Regions from separate parts of the Oryzias latipes genome. Here region 1 is linked to region 2. The links are chromatin contacts, called in public Hi-C maps. All regions are on one chromosome and are shown on one strand. The core of a region is the stretch at or near the end of the contact, and the rest is flanking DNA. Distances in the headings are between cores, read along the strand shown. Region 1 has its middle 24 kb from the start of LOC111948196. Region 2 holds the start of LOC101171755 (copine-4).

Region 1 (6,676 bases), core at 1,310-3,809, 65 kb before region 2:
TGTAACAAGCTCCCTGCTCCGCTCCATTCTGATGTTTGTTATCGTTTGCCTCGTCTGAGATGGCATCTGTCTCAAAACTGTGCAGCCGGATAGTTCTGGTATTGCTCGCCATTTTTGTTGCACCGCTAATGTTAGGTTGAGGGTTTGAGGGGCTGTAAGCTAGGGGGCGAGCATGTAAACAGAGAGCCCCTCAGTTATGGGTGACATATCATTGCTCTGTGCCGATAGTCCCGCCCACAACTCAGAGGTACATTTCTAATAAACTACTGCCGCTCTGCAGAAACTTTGCACTTGGACTGATAAAGTATAAATAACTATAATTAGAAGTTACAGATCGAATTATGATAAAAATGTAGGAAGAAAAGAAAAAAAAATTAAATAACTAAGTAAAGCTTATTAAGGCTGGTATTGTATTTATGGTTTTCTTCCACCCTCCCTTATTAAAGCAAATAATTGGACTCTTTTTTATTTATTTATTTTTTAACTTGTCCTGTCCAACAGCTGGGCAGGCAGATGAGCACTGAGGGCCTCTTGGGACCCCCGGTCGCCCTGGGTGTCATCCGCTTCGGCTGCGGGGTCTGGAGTGGGGTGGGGTTGGGGGCTTGTCGGCCCTGTCCCGTGGGGGGGCGTTCTGGGGGGGAGGGGGAGCCCAATATTGGTACGGGACATGGGGGGTTGACGGTTCGGGGTCTCCGCTGAGGCAATCGGTGGTTTTCCCGGCCGGTTGGCTGCCTCGGTCCCGTCGAGGCCTGACCAGAGCTCTTCTAGGGCCGGCGTTTGGGGGTGGGGGCCTGGACTTCCTCGGGGGGGGGGGCGACGCCTTCTGGCTCCTCTCTCTCTCTGTGGGGTGGGTGGTGCTGGGCTTGGGGTGTCGGCGCCTCCGGGGATGGGGCTCCTGGGCTGGGTGGACCTGGCCACTATGCTGGGGGGGGGGGGGGGGGGGGGGGGGGGCTGGGGGACGGCTGTTTGACCACCGGGGGACAGTCTACCAGCTGTCCCCAACTTACCCCCTTCCTCGTATAACCTCATATTAGGGTGAGGGGTTTAGCCTGCAGTGCGCCTGGGGGGGGGGGGGGCTGGTCCTTGCCCCTGAGCGCTGGGCCCCGCCAAATTTCCAACTGTGGCCGAGCCTGGTCGGGCGATGTTTACAACACCCCTTGTGGGCTGGGTGGGTGGCTGCCTGGAGTGCGGAGCCGGTCTCCCTTGGGGGGTCCTGGCTCGTACCTGGGGTTGGGGCGGGGGGATGCCCGGAACTCCTGGGTGGTGATGGGGTGCTCGTCTGGGGCTGTGGGCGCCCTTCTCCGGTGGGGCCCTGAGTTGGGCTCTCCCGGTGCGGCGGGGGGGCTGCTCTCCTGGTTGGGCTGGGGCGACGCTCTCTTTCCCCCCATGCCTCCCTGCTCTCTGGCTCTGGGGGCCTCGCGGCGGTCCTGCTGGCCCTGGCCTGGGTGGCGGATTTGGTCGCCCGGGGGGCGGTTGTTCCCTGCCTGCTCCCGGGGGGCGGTTGTTCCCTGCCTGCTCCCGTGTGGCGTTGGGGGGGTTCCGGCTGCCGCTGCTGCTGCGGCGGGGGTCTTGGTGTGGGGATGGCTGGGCACTCTCCTTCCTTCTTTTCACATTCCTCCATCCATTTTAGAAGAACATAAACACTCACCTGAGCACAGGTGTTAGCTCACCTTTGCACTAATAGTTTGTGTGATTGAATGAAGGAAATATTTCACACTAGTTGGTTTTAAGGCATAAGTATGCGTGTGTGAACACTATCTGTTTTGTGTACATGTTGACATGTGGACATTTTTGCAGCTAGCAGGTGTGTTGATAACATTTTAGTGTGTGTGTGGACAGGCCCCGCCCTTTTTGTACTACATTTGAACCTTACCATAATGATGAACAACCAGTAAACTTGTTGCTTTATGCTGCTTCATGGTCTTACCCCCCCTCCCTCCTATTATTACCCTCCTATCCCCCCTCTTTAACATCCCTCTCTCTTCTTCCCTTCTTTCCTTTTCCGTCCGGTCCAACACCAAAGATTTTCAAACATGGTTGAAATTAATAAAGTTTGGCCTCATTTACTAAAGGGGTTTATTCAGACATACCTTTGGTTTGTCTGAAGATTAATAACGCCTATTGTTAAAGTAATTGGACTCTTTTTCACAAACTACACATTTGGTGGATTCAGTGTTTTGCATGTTTAAGTGTCTATTTATGATATATGATTGACAGTAATTATTACGCCACCTTTTAAATGTTTATGTGCATATTTGAATATGTATCTTTCTTCTACTTTTTAAAATTTTCCAATCAAGTCCTGATTAATCATCTTAGGTTTGATATATTTATGTATAAATATATATTTTTGTTTGAATGTGTTTGTATTTTTTACTTTGATGGCTTGAAATACACCAATGAAAATTCCATTTTGGGTCATGTTACCCTGCATGACCCGGTTTCATCGTGGGCCTCATGTTTGTGCAGCTCCTTGGCGAACCACTGAGCGGCAGCCTCGGCCTGCAGTGCAGCCTGAGCAACCGGAGAATTCAGGAGCCACCAGCGTTTTGAAAGTGCTGATCTGCATCCTCATTAGCATTCCCTTTGTGTCCACTGAGGGAATGTGTGCTGATTCAACATGATGCTGGGATAAGAGTTTGTTATCTTGCGCATATCTCGAGGATCTCAGGCATTTGAGAGGAGATGACAGTTATAAGATATTGTACATCTGTAGGTGACAGTGAGTGCAGAGAAGATACTGTGTTCTACAGTTTAAACTAAGTCAAGGAGATTATTTCTTGGCACATAGTATATTTAGATTTTTTACATTTTGTCTGCTGTGAGACTATCCATAAGGTACTAAAGGTACTTTTTTGAGTCAATCCCAAAACCAAACTTTTCAGTCCAAAAGTTTTCCGTCTTTCTGTCATCATAATGGAGGAAAAAGGAAAGGTTTTTAAAACTGACACTATCTTTGATAATGTAGTAAAAAGCAGTACATTTGAAGTTAATTTTATTAAGTATAATTGAGTATAAGAATAGCAAGTGTAGTTTACCATAGACCATGTAGGTGTAGCGTAAGAAGCACGCTAAATGAATTCTTCTTTAGACTAAATAGGAACATTTTGAGTTTACAATATATAGATGGTATGTAAAAACTAAAGTAAACTTCAAGTATAGTGCTTCCCTTTTAGTACAGACGAATTATACTTGCAGTACATTTAAACAGATTACTTTCTGCCAAAGGATGACTAATCATCCTAAGTTTGAGATCCCCCAACAAAAAAAAGTAAACTTGAAGTTTATTTTATGAAGTAGAAGTATGGTTAGTGTACTGTAGATTATATACGTGTGGTGTAGGAAGTGTACTACCTGAATACTTCTTCAGACAAAATTGAAGCATAATACATTCAGAACATATAGATAGTGTGTAAAAAGCAAATTTCAAGTATACTGCTTCACGTTTAGACTAGACTAAGTATTCTTGTAGTAGACTACTTTTTGCCACACTCATTCCAACGACACAATAAAAAATGCTGTTTTAATTTAATGTAAGTCCAAAAAGGTGAAAAATCAAAGGCATTTCTCTCAGGTTTGGTTCAGTGAGTTTTAAACTCTATTTCTTCAGTCGCTCTTTCAGAGACAGTTCTGTGTTTTAGAGAAAAGTGTGATGTGATCGGATGCGTTTGTTTATCACTTTTGCCAGGTTTTTGTGTCAAATTCTTTGCTCTAGTTTCATGTTTTGGTCAGCTGGTGAGCCTCTTCTGTGGGGCAGCGACCGTCTCAACAGTAAAACATCAGATTCTGGAAGAGACATCAGGGGTCTCCAACCCATGATTTGGATTTTTCAAATACTCTCGTGAGGAATTTAGAAATCCACTGGTGATTCATGATTGTATCATTCATTCACAGTGATACAAACATGTTTTTTGCACCAAACAGAGCCGGAGAATTCTGCGAGGGGTCAAATTTTGGTTTAAATAGTGAGAGACAGACTGCAAAACCGGAATCTTAAGAAAGTTAAAAGACCCGTGGTTCAAGAGAAATGGCTTTTTTTCTGTCTCGCAAGAAAAATAATTTTATCAAGAAAAGTTTTTCAATAGCAAAATAATCTTAGTTTAGGAAGAAATCTTCCAGTAACTGGAATTTTTTTCTTATTTTAAACATTCTTGGTAAATCAATTTTTCTTACCCCATTTTTTTCCTTATTTTAAGAATACTTTACTTCTTTCAAGGGGTCTTGATATCGTAGCCCATTTTAAAGCTTTTAAACCACAAACCAGCCGATCTTCATGGTCTCATCTTCTCCCTCCTCTTCTTCTTCTTCTGCTATCTTTCTCCCTTTCACATGCAGCAAACCCCCCCCCCCCCCCCCCCCCCCCCCCCCCCCCTACTTTCAGCCTCTCCCTCTGCTTTTATATTGATTTACTCGACATCCCGTGGTCACATTCTTGTGGTGAAGGTTTCCGGTTGAAAACCTCTGACATTTACCTCCCAGTCTCAACATGGTTCATTTAAACCCCATGAAAACAGTGCACTTCTCCATGTCAGCACTCTGATGAAAGTTAAGAGATAATAGGAATTGAGTAATGAACCCCAGAGCTTGAAAAGGTGTCAGCTGATGTCCGACTCTGGCCATAAACGTCTTTGTCACTTTTCCTTTTTTTTTCCTTTTCTTCGGAATGTCCTCTCTGACTGCTTTTTGTTCAACTTACTCATTCCTCCTCTGATCCTTGTTACCATGGAGATGTCAGATCTTCTGTGAGCTGTAAATGAGGAGAAAAAAGTGAGGCACAATGAAAAGTAGTAAGGAAGACAGCCTTTGTAAGGTCATGTTGCAGCCAAAAGTGCACGCGCACACACACAAATGCATGAAAAACAAAAAAAACTCTGACAGGAGGGAGAAGAACACCTACAGAGAGTAAAGTCAGGGCCCAAAGGCTGCACCCTGCTCTCACCCAGCGGTGCTGGAAGGAAGGAACCAAAAATTTACCACCACAGGTGGGAGGCACACATTCACACACCCCTGAGACGCAGGTGCGCACACCTGGGAGGGGCTCACCCCAGCGGGATCACTGGCAGAGCAGCTTACACAGATATGTGGTAACAGCTTTACATGAGAAGTAACTCTGTCTGTTTATGACATTTATTCATATTACCAAGCTGGACTCACTGCTTTTGATGCAAAGAGGAAATCATTTATTTCCTTGCGTAAATTAACTTGAAAGCTTACGTAAACAATTCCTAATATAATTGCCCGCCAATACAAGTCAGTGTGAAATTGCATTAGCACTCTCATTCCGCTCTTCTCTTCCTGTCACTGTGTAACTGGCTGCCTGACTGAGGCAGTTAATATGTTCAAGAGCCAGCTGTCCCTCAAATAACACACTCAATAATTCATATCAGGGGGCACACACATTCAACGCCACACAGAAGCACAAATCTGTGTGCGTGTCGACATGCAGGTCAGTTCAGCGGTTTTGAGTGGATCACCGAACCGGGAGAAGTTTATAAAACCACACAGCTCCGTACACTGACCTTTAATTTTATGCCTCTGCTGGCAGAATAGCACAATATTTGATATTTTTAGCACAGATTTTCTAAAGCTGAATGCTCTGATGTGGAGGATACCACGGAGATGTTAGTTTGCCCCAGTATTTGTAAAATTATTTCTTAAGATCAGACCTTTGTGAAGGGATTCGGCAGCAGACTCACTTTTTGACAGGAGAACACGCTTCCATGAAAAAGAGTTTGAGCGCAAATGTATTTTTACTAATTCTCACAGGCACATCTGTGTCCAAAGAATTCCCATGATGCCTTAAAATTAGGTTAGGGTGTCCTTCTTGTGCTAAGTATGATTACAAAACTTTCTTTTGTTGTAACATTTCTGTTTTTAACCAAAGTGGTGATTTCAACTACTTTCTTTCCCACCCTATAAGACGCATTGGATTATAAGGAGCACCAATGAACGTCTGTCATGTTTAACCCTTGTGCTATCCTTGGTACTTTGACATTGGGAGTTGGGTCATCTAGACCCACTAGACAGTGCTCTGAACCTTTTTTCTTCAATGATTTGTGAACCTCACTGGTGTCCTGTAAGGATTCAGTAGTTTGGTTTTCTTTGTCAGTCACTCCACTTTAAGGTTCATAACCCACAGCTGTCTTCAGTTCAGTTAATTGCCCTCAGCCTATTTAAGTGTCTTAGTTTCTGTTCATCCTTGTCAGGTCATCTGTTCTGTTTTGTCACTGGTTTGTTTCTCCCCGTAGTTTTGTCATGTTTCAGTTTGTTTATTTAATGTTTAATTTCCTGTCACCAAGCTTGGTCTCCTGCATTTTGGGTCCTCCACCACCAGTTCCTGACATGTCCATGGATTACATGAAATCTTTCCACCTTTATCCACCTTTGTCATGGTAGGGAGAACACGTCAATGTAAGGGTGGGGTCATCTAAGATAGCACAAGGGTTGAGGTGCATTGAACTGTAAGGAGGTTTAGGCAAAACAAATGAGGCAGAGATAAGTCTGTCAGTCAAGTCAGACTTTATCAATTGTGTTCACAGTAACTCTACAACTTGTTTGGAACATGCTGCATGTTGGCCACATTAGAGGCGTAAGCCGTGTTAGTGTATTCATCATTCATTCCCAACCTTGTTTGGAACACTTAAAGCATTTTGACAGAGCGCTGTGTATCCCCTCC
Region 2 (6,222 bases), core at 1,971-4,470:
GTGCGTCAGGTTTGAAGCTTGTTTTAATTTAGCCAAAAAATGTCAAATCTGTCATCAGCCAGCATACCAGCAATTATGGTGCACACAAATTAACGAGCAGCATTAAATATATTTAAGCCTCACATATTCAATGGGTGTAGAAATGACAACGTGTTAATTAATGGGCTGCAGAGGTGTTGATGGGCCCGTTTTTAACATTTGGAAGGGGCTGTATCCGGGCAAACCTTCCGAGTCCCCACAGCTATACGCAGTAAGGGTGAGGGATCAATCTGCTGGATAATAAAAGTCTTTTTAAACTCCTAAAATATCCTGATGTTTACTTGAAGTTGGTGATATGTGAATAAAACGTGTGTGAGGCGCACTGCAGTGAGCCTTTATATTACAAGTGTAGCGTAAAGCCGGTGACACTTGGCTAGACTTAGCTGGAGGATTATTGCTGTGTTGGAAACACTGCATCTCATGTATAATTAATCTGAAAATGTACGGCACCGATTTTCCGGCCCATAAATGTGTAGGGCAGAACCCCTGGGTGGCCTCGGGTCCAGTTAGCCGAAAAAGCAGGATGACCGCAGATCTGTGGTTCTAGATGGTACCAGCTGAATATTCATGCAGTGGTCTAGTAGTACCATCCTCGGGGAGTCAAGCTCTTAGAAGTGGGTCTGATTCTGACCTGAATGTCTCTTTCTCTCCCTCTTCCCCTTCTTCCATAATTCATGTTCTAAGGGTGTGTGGGTGATTATTTTTAGCGAAGCTCAGTGAACGGTGTGTTTACAGAGACGTGGACAGAGCCACATGGCAGGTTTGTAACGCGCAGCAGATATGAGTGGGAGTGGCAAAAGTTTTTTTTATTTTTTATTGTGAACTGTTGTTTTGTGTCAGCGTGTGCATGTTCACTAAAGTGTGTGCGTGTGAAGAGCAGCAGATGCCTGTCTGTTCCAGCTGACAGCAGATGACACCAATAATAAAAAGAGATATGGAACATTTCTCTACCCAGAGCTGCTGTGTGCCGAAGCGGCCACGGTGGTTCAGTTAAGCATCAGCTGTCACATGTGTTACACATTGCTGTAGGTGACAATTAATTCTCACTTCACACTTCATCAAAAAAAATCTGGAAACATACAGTTAAAAAAAAACAACCAAAAAATTGCTGTTTTTGAAATGCAAATGATGTAGTTCCCACCAATAAAATGGACAAAAAAACAGGAAATGAAGCTTAACTAATAAAAAATTTCAGATCAAAAGCAAATAATAAACAATACATTTTAAAAAGAAATAAACACATACAATTTATTTTATTTTAGACAACTTTTTTCTGTAATCTTGAATTTGATGATTTGTTATTTGGGTTTTTGTTTTCATTTTTTTCTTATTGCATTTTAAAGACAAATCATGTTTTCGGTGTTTTTTACATGTTCTTGTGGCATTTTTCTGATGGTGGAGGACGTGTGAAAAAAAAACTTAAGATTAAAATTGGTTTTCTGAGTTTTTCTTTATTTAAAACGTTCAATCGCGGGGGGGAAAAGCGTATTTGTGATGTAGAAAATACGCTGTAGAAAGCGCTCTACTCCGCTCCATTCTGATGCATCCACTCGTAGACGACTAGATCCATGTACGTCTTTGTTTTGTTTGTCTGAGCTGGAATCTGGATCAATGCTGAACGCCTGGATAGCGCCAATGTTGCTCGCCATTTTTGTTGCACCAGTAAAGTGCAACAAAGGGTGAGAGGTTGTAGGCTAGTGGAAGAGCCTGTAAACACATAGGTGAGGGGAAGTGGGGACAGTCTTTGTCGCCTATATATCAGAGGCATTTTTTAATTAGCCACTGCTGCTCTGCAGAAACTATGTCTTAAAAAATTACACCGTTCTTTGTTTTTTTCTAAGAACAACATAATCTTAATTAAAAGACCACTGGGAACTCTTTTAAATTAGATCAAAAGATGATCAGAGAACATTAAAAAAATTCATAATTGTGTCAAATATTTGACTGTATTACTCTGAAAATGTTCCGATTCAAAACTTTGTCACTATAAGAGATATACCATTTTGAAATCTGAAAACTACCGTCAAACTGCAAATACCTTCGGAGAGCCTGGAAGTCATAAATAAAAACCAGAAGAGTCCCAGCTGATTGCTGAGGCACGTCTGCATCGTACCACTGCACTTCACTCTCAACCCACTCTCTACACACTGTGACAATCACTGGAGCTTGATTGTTTTGACCCTCCGTCTGTGAACAAGTGTATGTGCAAGTACATGCCAAATCGGTCACGAGGAGTAAAAGGTGGAAGGCAAACTCACCTGTGCTAGTGACTTCCATGACACCTGCTACATATTTCTGTGACCACAAATTCAATTATGAGATTGTAAGAGTCCAACACAAAAGAATCCAAAAGCATAGAGAAATCAACCAGAGGGAAATTTGATGAACTTTTCTGAGCAGACAGAAAGATTACTGAAGAGTTAATATGACACATGATGGATTAGTTAGAAAGTCATGAAAGATATTTGGGAAAGACGGGCAAATAAAATAGAAAGACACAAAGGAGAAAAGAAAGCAGAAACTAATGGAGAAAGATTTACTTTTATAAAACTGCTCCATTGAGGTTGTTCAGAAAAAAAAAAACATGTACCCTAACTGATTTCTTTGAAATGGGGATTTCCTCTTTTGTTTTGTTCTAGAATAACTCGTTTAAGCAATCACACAACATACATTGTTGCTGTTTCTGTGTTGGGCTGCATGTTTTCAGCCTCCACCCATCAGTGGCAGGACAGAAAATTGCGCGAAGCTCCCCCCAACAGTCTTTTACCCCTCGCGCATGATCCTACCTGCAAAGGGGAGACTCACCTATGCGTCCTGGAGAGGGGATCCGAGCGGAGCTGAGGAACTTCGCCACCGGTCACTGGACAATCACGAATACCTCTCCACCTCCGGACCCATCGCAGTGATAGATCTCTGTCCTCGCCTCAACCTACACCCCTCCACCACCACCTACTACTGCAGAGCTCGACCGGCTTGGGCACTGACAGTCCGAGCTGAACTCCAACAGCTAGGAGGATGCGCGCCACACGCCTGGTTGAGTGAAGGCTGAGGGCGAGGAGGAGGAGGACGCTACACCACTCTACTGGAGTTTGCACTACGCGGACTCCGTCAGGGGGCCGCATGGGAGCGCAGAGGACCGGGGGACCCGCGGTTTCTAAGTGCGGTGTTTTGGCGCCATCTTGTGGTGGCAGAGGTGAACTACTGCTCGCAGGGGCTGCTTCTCAGCTTTGATTGGCTGCGACGCGCCTCGCTGCTTCCTGTAATGAGCAGTGACCGCACACCTGTGACCGCCTGACAGCAGGAACCCGCAGTATCCTGCAGGTTCTTAAGCTTGAAATAGAATGATCCAGACGTTTGCAAAGTTGCTTTACAATTGTTTTGGTGGAAAGATACAAGATAGTTTTTAAAGATGAAAAATGTTGGTGTTTTTAACATGTTCTTGTAGCTTTTTTTCTGACATATATATTAAGCTTAAAATTGCATTTCTGAGTATTCTTTTATTCAAATTGCTGTAGATCAGGAGCAGATGAAAAAATTCCATTGAAAATGCTTGTAGATGTGAAGTAGAAAATCCGGGTCACAAACTCTCTGCATTCTGATGCATCAACTCGTGACTAACTAGATCAATTAATGTCTTTGTTTTCCTGGTCTGAGCTGGAATCTGGATCAGAACTCTTATGTTAGGTTGAGGCTACAGGTTAACGGGAGAGTCAACAAGTGGGTGACGGGAAGTGGGGCAGACTTGCTTCATGTCTACGGTCCTAGCCACAACGTAGAGGCAAATTTCTAATGAACTCCTGCTGCTCTGCAGAAACTATGTCCTAAAATACAACTCAAGCTTTTTTGTATTTTGTCCAAAAATGGTATAATCAAAATTAAAAGACCACTTGGAATGTTTTTACAATAGATTTAAAGATGATCAGCTGGTTTTTAATGTGGTTTGTTGTTGTTGCAATTTCTCTAGTAAACCTCACATGAGAGTTATAAAAACGGATCAACTTTTAAGGAAATATGAAGGGGAGCAAATGTATGCATCACAATATCTTTTTTTTACCTCTTTAAAAATCCTAGCCAGATGGCATTTCGTTTACAAATCAAAATACAAAAGCTGAGTATAGGTGGATTTTTGTGGCTTCTATAAATATATTGTCACTGAAAATTAATTTGTATCGTTGTAATAAGGCTATTCTAAATTTCATCCAAAAAATGGTCTTCATCAACTCCTAAACATGCACTCTTCTTGTGGCATTTTTCTGACGATGGAGGACATTTAAAAAGAAAATTAAGTTCAAAATTGCACGGTTGAGTATTTCTTTTTTCAAACCGTTGACAATCAGGAGCAGATGAAAAACAGAAAATATGCTGGGTGTGCCGCAAGCTCCCTGCTCTGCTCCATTCTGATGAATCCACTAGTAGACATATAGATCCATGTAAGTGTTTGTTTTCCACAACCGAGAGGGCATCTGACTCAGGACTGTACGGCTGGATAGCTCTAATATTGCTCACCATTTTTTTTGCACCTGTAATGTTAGGTTGGGAGGCTGAGGTACTGTGATCTATCAGGAGAGTGTGTAAACAGAGAGCTCTCGGTTATGTATGACGGGAAAGGGGGCAGGGTAGCTCTGCTCCAATGGAGCAAATTTCTAATGTACTCCTGCCGCTCTGCAGAAACTATGTCCTATAACATCACAGGTTTTTAGAATTTGCCTAACAACAGCATAATCATAACTAAAAGACCACTGGGAATGCTTTACAATAGATCAAAAGATGATCAGAGAGGGACTTTAAACCACTAATTGAAGACCGGTACATTAAATCTGTTTTTTAAACAATAAAATCATGTATTAGTAAATCTGTTCAGATCTAAATACAATAAAATGATGTGTAATTTAATGTCATAGTTTTTCTGTTATTTGTTTTTCTTCTCAGACATTTCGCATTTTTTTATTTTGGGCATGTATTTTATTTTCTAGGATCTGTTTTCCCCGTCGGGTCGCCTGTTGGATGAGATCACCCCGTGTTTTGTGGCGGAGCTCAGCCTTTGTGCGCGCGGACCACGCCCCGGCCACGGTGGAAGCGCCGCGCGGTACCCTAAGCTAGCTAGCTCCCAGCCGCTGCTACATCCGGGCGCTCCGTTAGGTTTACCCTGCGAAGATGGCGACTTCAGGGAGGAGTGCACTATTATCCTCCACCTCAAGTGGACCTAAGAGCACACTGGAGAATTCCAACCCAGAAGAAGAAGATGGACAGAACCTTTGGTGGGCGATAGGAGATTGAAGCGGGTTCATTGTGCTTACAGTTTGGGGACACTGAGAGCCCACAAAGCTGGAGAAATGATGGTTTGACAGCTAGCATGCTAAAAAAAAAAAGGCTAGCTAGCATCAGGACCAGACTCACTGGTGACACAGTCGAGCTCAGTTTAACTTGTGGCTTCATTGTTTATAAATAAATTCGTATGAATCTACGTCTTGTTTGGCTGTGCTGTAATAATGGAGGCGTGCTGTCTGCAGGTCTACCATCCTGAGTGAAGTGTCCACCCATTCAAGATCAAAGCTTCCGTCTGGGAAAAATGTCCTGGTTATGGGTGGGTATTATTTGCATGTCTGCTGGCTAGCCAGTGGGTACCGTTAGCTCTGGTACAGCCCATGAGTTGGTGATCACCTCCTCTTGCGTCTAATTCTGCGCGGTAGCTAAGCTAGCGGTATTCGCTTTGGAGCTGGAGCATCTCGCACACAGGACAGGTGTATTTCTTGAGCGCCTGCTGCTCGCGCGCGCGCACACACACGCGCCATCGAGCCGCCTCACTTTGAAACCATGCAAGTCATTGTGACATCCAGTGATGCTGCTGTACTGTAGCAGAGCTAGCAAAGATGAAAATAAACACAATGGATGACTGATTTTCTTTTCTTTCGGGCTTTAAATGATTTAAGCAGAGCGACTGCCTGCCTGTACCTTTAAATTAAGACCCACGTATATAAAACATACAAGCACATCTAAGCTAATCTGTGCCTTAAGTCGCCAAGATATAAATGTAAATGTGAACACTTGACTTGTTAGGATGTCCGTGGTGCAAAAACCCCCTATCGGTTCAGGTTAAAATGGCACAAAGAAAAAAAGATACTTGCAGACATGATGACCTTATAAAACACAGATCAAAAACAATGCATGGCAATACCATACCTC

The links. A called contact is a pair of places that touch in the nucleus more often than the background predicts.
Region 1: a Hi-C map of gastrula embryo shows a contact between it and region 2, with 3 times the contacts expected there. The contact joins the enhancer-like site here to the promoter of LOC101171755 in region 2. A contact is called at or near these places in 5 of 5 Hi-C or Micro-C datasets (embryo, fibroblasts and gastrula embryo).

Annotation. Positions count from the first base shown.
Region 1 is chr11:9,390,589-9,397,264 of ASM223467v1, reverse strand. No RefSeq gene overlaps it. Among protein-coding and RNA genes, the nearest start is that of LOC111948196, 24 kb to the left of the region's middle. Within about 2 kb of position 2,559, at least 1 of the 8 cell types and tissues checked has an H3K27ac peak or open chromatin away from gene starts, as enhancers often do. A contact at or near this core is called in gastrula embryo, where this site is marked.
Region 2 is chr11:9,327,077-9,333,298 of ASM223467v1, reverse strand. LOC101171755 (copine-4) reads right to left here and starts at 3,220. Exons shown (of 17, transcript XM_023960051.1): 1 at 2,845-3,220. LOC101164165 (cytoplasmic dynein 1 light intermediate chain 1) reads left to right here and starts at 5,071. Exons shown (of 12, transcript XM_011480794.3): 1 at 5,071-5,297; 2 at 5,550-5,623. The coding sequence starts at 5,194.